2 separate regions of the Zea mays genome follow, and region 1 is linked to region 2. Evidence: chromatin contacts called from public Hi-C data. All regions are on one chromosome and are shown on one strand. The core of a region is the stretch at or near the end of the contact, and the rest is flanking DNA. Distances in the headings are between cores, read along the strand shown. Region 1 holds the start of LOC100191460 (phosphoenolpyruvate carboxylase3). Region 2 holds the start of LOC103655968 (WD-40 repeat-containing protein MSI4).

Evidence for each region. Hi-C and Micro-C count contacts between places; a contact is called where the count stands out from the background.
Region 1: a contact with region 2 is called in a Hi-C map of bundle sheath, with 2.4 times the contacts expected there. The contact joins the promoter of LOC100191460 here to the promoter of LOC103655968 in region 2. A contact is called at or near these places in 6 of 25 Hi-C or Micro-C datasets (bundle sheath, ear, endosperm and 2 more).

What each region holds. Positions count from the first base shown.
Region 1 is chr4:235,706,317-235,709,310 of Zm-B73-REFERENCE-NAM-5.0, forward strand. It overlaps LOC100191460 (phosphoenolpyruvate carboxylase3), which reads right to left and starts at 1,265. Exons shown (of 10, transcript XM_008678212.3): 1 at 773-1,265; 2 at 280-671; 3 at 70-154. The coding sequence starts at 928.
Region 2 is chr4:235,531,323-235,534,420 of Zm-B73-REFERENCE-NAM-5.0, forward strand. It overlaps LOC103655968 (WD-40 repeat-containing protein MSI4), which reads left to right and starts at 1,842. Exons shown (of 3, transcript XR_002750497.2): 1 at 1,842-2,014; 2 at 2,107-2,335.

The DNA of each region.
Region 1 (2,994 bases), core at 15-2,514, 170 kb after region 2:
AGTAAATCATCAAAGTGATCTTTTTAATAAAACATTTTCAGCTCAAGTGGTGAAGTCAATATATTTTACCTCCCTCTGAAGTGCCTCATCAAGCTCCTGCTTGTCGTCAGCAGTGATGTCCTTGGCATAGAGCTGCCGCAGGCAGTTACGGATCCTAAACAACAACAAAACAAACAACACCACGGGGCAGGGGAGCATTCAGCATTTGCTTCCGCACGCATGGACTTCAACCAAAGCAACCACAGTCCACAGTAACGCTACGACTACGATCATTCTCACCTGCCGTGCTTCTGGAGAAGAGACCTCCTCACGGATTGTGTAGGGTGGGCGGTGAAGACGAGGTCGACGGTCTGGCTCTTGAGCGCGTCGAAGACCTCCTCCCGCGACTTGCCGAGCTGCGAGACGAGGCGCTTGAGCGTCTCCTCGATGTCCGACTCTGTCGGCGCGGAGGCCTCGTCGGCGAAGTCCCCACGCTTTAGCTTGATCCGGCGGCGGTGCGCGATCTGCACTTCCTCGGCAAGGTTAGCGAGGTTGAGCATGTGCGAGAAGGAACTAGCGACGACGATGGAGTCCCCCGGCGGCAGGCTGGTGAGCTTGCTCCCGAGCTCGCCAAGCCGAGCCTCATCCCGGTCGTTCTCGTACTCCGCCGAGAGCTCGTAGCACTCCTGCACCTGCACACGCGAAGAGAAGCCACCTGATCAGCACGTGCACGGCTTCGTCGAAACATGCGGATCTGGGGGTGAGGAGGAAGGCGGTACTGATCGGGGCGTACGAATTCGCGTAGGTGGGGGCCGTGCAGGTCCTGGAGGATGTCAAGGAAGCGGTCGACGAGGAGGGCGTCGTACTCGACGAGCTTGTCATCCTCGGAGACCTTCCCGGGGGCCAGCAGCCGCAGCTGCGCGTCGATCGACTGGTGCCGCTCCGGCATCGCGGCGCAGCGAATCGAACGAATCAAATTCCCGCCCGGCGGCACAGACAATCCCCTCTCGCCCGCGAGCCCGCAGCGGGCGTGGGAAATGGAGAGTGGTGGAAGCCTCTGCTCGCCTGAGCGGGGCGCAGGTGGAGGCGGAGATTGGGCGGTGCGCGCGGCGGAGATGGGGTGGGAAGTTCGGAGTGTGCGTGCCTATTCTATTTGTACGGGGGGACGGGAGCCCGGGTTGATGGTGATCGTGTGCGGGCCCGTCTGGAGAATTTTATGTTCCTGAGCCCGTGAGCCGTGCGTCTCCCTCGTTGTCGGGACTCATGCTAGTTTTGCAGATTGGTCCTGCGGACTTTGCGATTATTCATAGTTAGGCAAGTGTTAGGGCTTGTTTGGTTAGCTCTCAATTCATATGGATTGGGTGGGATTGGATGGGTTTGAATCCCAGACAAGTCAAATTTCTTCTCAATTTTTTCCAATCTCATTCAATCCATGTGTATTGGGAATAACCGAACAAGCCCTTAGTGGGGTTATAAGGTCTTTTTTATTCTCGCCTCTAAGCACTCTAGAGTACTTTAGCTCAGTTATCTAGAGTTCTAGTACTAGATCTGATGGACTAAAGTTTAAATCTAACTTTATACTTTTTAAAAGTTTAGAGTTTTAGAGGAGCATCATGAGGGTATTTGGCAGAGCTCGACTTCACAAAAGTTAGGTCAACGTTATAAACTTCATAGTTGAGCAGCTCTACTTCAAATTTGCGGAGTTTCTAAAAGTGTTTGCCTTACAAACAAATTTAAGCTTCACTAAAATAGGATTTTCTTTAGAAAAGTCACTTGTACCCTTGAATGGTTGTTTGAGATTGTTTATTTACATGTTTTTTATAAAAACTTTAATAGAAAATAATAGTATGCCATAGATATAATAAAAATATTTATAAGGCATACTAATATATAGTGAGTATAATCTATGATTTTATAAATATTCCAAAATTGTACCATTATAAATTTGAATCACAATAATCTACTTCCAAAAATAGTACCATTATAAATTTGAATCACAATAAACTACTACCGCTATATACTAGTTCTAACATTGGGCGATAGCAGTCGCTAACTTATCTACAAATAGATATTTATTTTTAAAGTAAAGGTAATGAAGCAACTCAAGTCACCATAAGTCACCTCAACTTCTTAGGCCATCTCCAGCAGGTCGTGTAAACGACCGTATAAAGTACTGTTTTGCACTGTAGATTGTACTGTTTATAGAGTGAAGTTTGAAATAGGGTGTGAGATAGAGAGTGGGTTAGGAAGTCTGCTAGAGATAGTCTTATAGTGACAATATAGACCTAGCTTTATAATCACAAGTATCACGAGTTCGACCGACAAGGAATCACACGCAGTAGATCAAAAAGATTACATGCCTTAGACTTATATTTATAGAGCATGTTTGATTGGCTGGTACACACCAACATCCACGGTTGCGCGCCTCTAGGCGGGTAGCGAACGCGCTCAGGCTCTGATATACTCCTGAAGCTCCTGCATTCTCCCTAGTTCTTCACTCTTTTTTGCATCTCTATTGTTTCTCAGCGGGGGATCTTTTGTCGAAGGGGGATGTTTAGGGGGAGAAAATCTGGACCATTTTAGGGAGAAATTCTTGTCTGGATTGTTGGGGAGAGATTTTGGATTTTTGGAGCTCCTTCCTATCAAGGGGGAGTTGTAATACCCAAAAAAGGAATACAATGAGTATATAGTTGATATTCTTATATTGTGTGCCATAACTTCATCATAAAAGGAGCATGCCTATAATTAAGAGTGATGAATAAATATATATATATAATGTTCAAATGGAATACACATCATGTTGAGGTTTTTTGTGTGCATTTTATGATGATATAAATATGTAAAAAGAAATCTGTTAAATATCCAAATGGGGATTTAAATCCTAAAGGAAATCCTAGAATGGAGAAAAAGAGAAGAAAACACTAAACAAATAGGATAAAATAAAAATATAAATGAACTAAAATTCAGTTCATATTGTTATAGACATTTAACCTGAATTTGAACTTCACGCACATG
Region 2 (3,098 bases), core at 592-3,091:
CGTACCTTTAGTTACGTACTACTCCCTCCGTCCCATAATAAAAGGCGTAATTACTTTTTATTTCTATCTTATAATATAAGATGTGATCTCTCTAGACACACGTTCATCGATACAGTGATTTAAAGATAACTAAATATTTTTTGGGTCTTTAAATAAATATGATTACGTTTTATATAATAAGACGGAAGGAGTATTAATGTTAGGGTTGCCTTATCTTTATGTGATCTATAAAAGTAAAGGTTATTTTTAGAGATGCCTCTCTAAAGATTGGTCTCGTACGTCTCTCTTTTTTGTTTGCAACGGCCTCTCCTTCCCTCCGTGTCTCTCCGTCGTCTCTGTGCGGACTGAGCAGCGGTGTGCATGCATCTCCGACCGACGACTCACAAGACAGCACCGTAGATCGAGCGCGTCAGCAAGCGTTCCCGATCAGGAGTGCCGGATCAAGCGGCGGCAAGCGAGCGTCTCATGTCACAAGAGCCGTAGATCGAGAGGTGGTACATGTCGGCGGCGAATCCAGGGGCCACGCGCCGGCGGCTAGCGCAGGCAAGGCGAGGATGCCGGCGGCGGTGGATCCAGGATGTCGCGGGCTTGTTTGGGCTCGACGGCAGACCCTACATGGGCTCAGTGTTGAGCCCATGTAATACTACGCAGGCGCTGGAACGAAGCCGGAGCGCTTGTCCGTCTGCATAAATTCCATTTTTATTTTTATTTTTTACTTTGCGCATCTGAAAAACTTTACTCTGTCCTAGTAATACTAGTATTTTTTATCACTACGGAGTGGTTGAATGCACTGTAGATAATAGTTATCGGCTAAAATTAGCTGACGACATCTAAACAATTTAACTAATAATTCAAATAATAGCTATTTTTTAGTAAATTAGTTAATTTTTAGCTCGACATTTGTTAGCTAGCTAATTTCACTAATAATTTTTTAGCTAAAAACTAATAGTTCTAGTGCATTCAAACAACTCTATATACATTGGATTCATTCATCGGCTCAAATAGTCTCATGGCATGGGACCGCCCTACAGTGCCATGATGGACCAGTACTTTTGACCTATGCTATAGTATTTCCATCTCCATGCCATACGGCATCAACATGGAATAGTGATATTCTGGGGCTCACAAAAGATGCCCTTGCTATGGGCAGTTCCGAGGAGGAAGAACATCCGCATCATAGAGTTCAAAGTCTCTACTACTACAGTATGGAGTATCTATATATATATGTAGCATTCAAGGCGGCATGAAATGGAAGCGATTCCGGAATATATGCTCTGCACAGATGATTGGCTGCAGGTAATGCAGCTCGACCGCTAGCTTTCCTATCCCCCATCTCTCCCACCATCCCTTGTGTTAGAGCGGCTCCATAGGAAGTGGGTCCGTCCGAAATTTTTTTAGAGAGTTGGATGATTCAATATTGTATAATTTTATTTTTTTAGAACTACTATGTCCTATATGGAACTGATCCTAACGGCAACAAATTTGAAATTGAGTGACTCTGTCTCCACCATAATCTGGAACCAAACACTATCTAAGTTCTTTGCATCCGTATGTAAACTACAATCGCTATTATACTACACGGTTTGGATATATTCCATTGGTGGACCTATATCGGAGTCGTGTAAAGGCTATATAAGTGAACATTGGATATAAGTGGACCTATATCTTGATGTCCAGGGAGTGGGAGGTTCTTGATTTGGCACGCCAAGAATTCTGGCAAGAGTCAGAACTACCTTGGGCTAGAAATCCGCCAAAAGGTTTTATTGGTTTTAGGTTTCAGCTTGTTTGGTTTCTGGATTGGATGATTTTTTCCTTTTTTTAATGTATAAATGCCCGGATCTGCCTTTCAGTTTAAGAGAGATCAGAATTAGAACCTCAAGCAATGTGAACCTCAAGCTCAAATTTTTTTTCAACCTTGATGCATTTTATGTCTTTACCTTGCAAACAGGTTAACGGAATCATGCAACTTCCACAGAACATTAAGATCATAGCCACTCACACTGACAGTCCAAATGTATGTTCAGACCTTATGATGCTGTTTAATTCTTGTGAGGCATAATGTGTTACAGTTGGAATGATGTCAACATTTTTCCCATTGTCATCCAGGTACTTATTTGGGATGTTGAAGCACAACCAAATAGACATGCTGTCCTAGGAGCAAGCGAGTCTCGCCCTGATATGATATGGTTCATTGTTTTGTTCAGTGTGCCAGATATACTCTTCTTTGGCACATGGCTTACTAGCATATACTATTTGTTTAGATATTAACAGGACATAAGGAAAATGCGGAATTTGCGCTTACCATGTGTCCAGCAGAACCATGTCCTATCAGGAGGTTAGCCTATTTTCATCTTGTATGTTTGTGTTTGTCGACACCAGTTACATTCTAGCAATCATGTCCTATCATCCACAATGTGTTAGTGTCTGAAACTCGTAACCAAAATCTGGAATTAATGTTTGGTAACACCAAAAAGGTTGTCCAAATATGTGACAATTTTCTGCCATTTACAACCTCTTTGCTGATTTAAGAATCTATTCGACAACGAGCAACCTCTTAACTGATTTACGAACCTATTGGACAATTAACAACATAAAATAATCTTCAAGATAAATATTTCATTGTATCAATGCTATGCTTGATGGTTTTGCATCGTATTTATGATATCAATAGAGTTTACAAATTCATGTCCCTTTTTATCTGTCTGCATATGGTGGTTACAAAGCTCCTATTGTCAACTACCCATTAGTTATACAAATCTAACATACTGATTGTTCTTCCTCTGCTCATTTCCTTATATTGTCTTCTATATACAAGGGAAACAATGGATGGATAGATCATCAAGGTTCAGGTCTTCAGCTCTGAAGCTTGGTATGAAACGTCCAGGTATTTATCAATAAATTTTGTCTGAGTTAATCTTGTTTAAATGTTTTCACATCTTGGGTGGAGTTAAACATCTTCTTTTCCTCACTCCGCTTAAACTTCAGGAAAGTGACAGCAAAAATATAATGATGTAGCATATCTTGGTGAATCCCCGAGTGAAGCAAGTGAATTCATTGAGCTAGCGCAACTACCAGGTGGTGAAAACACATGCCCTTAG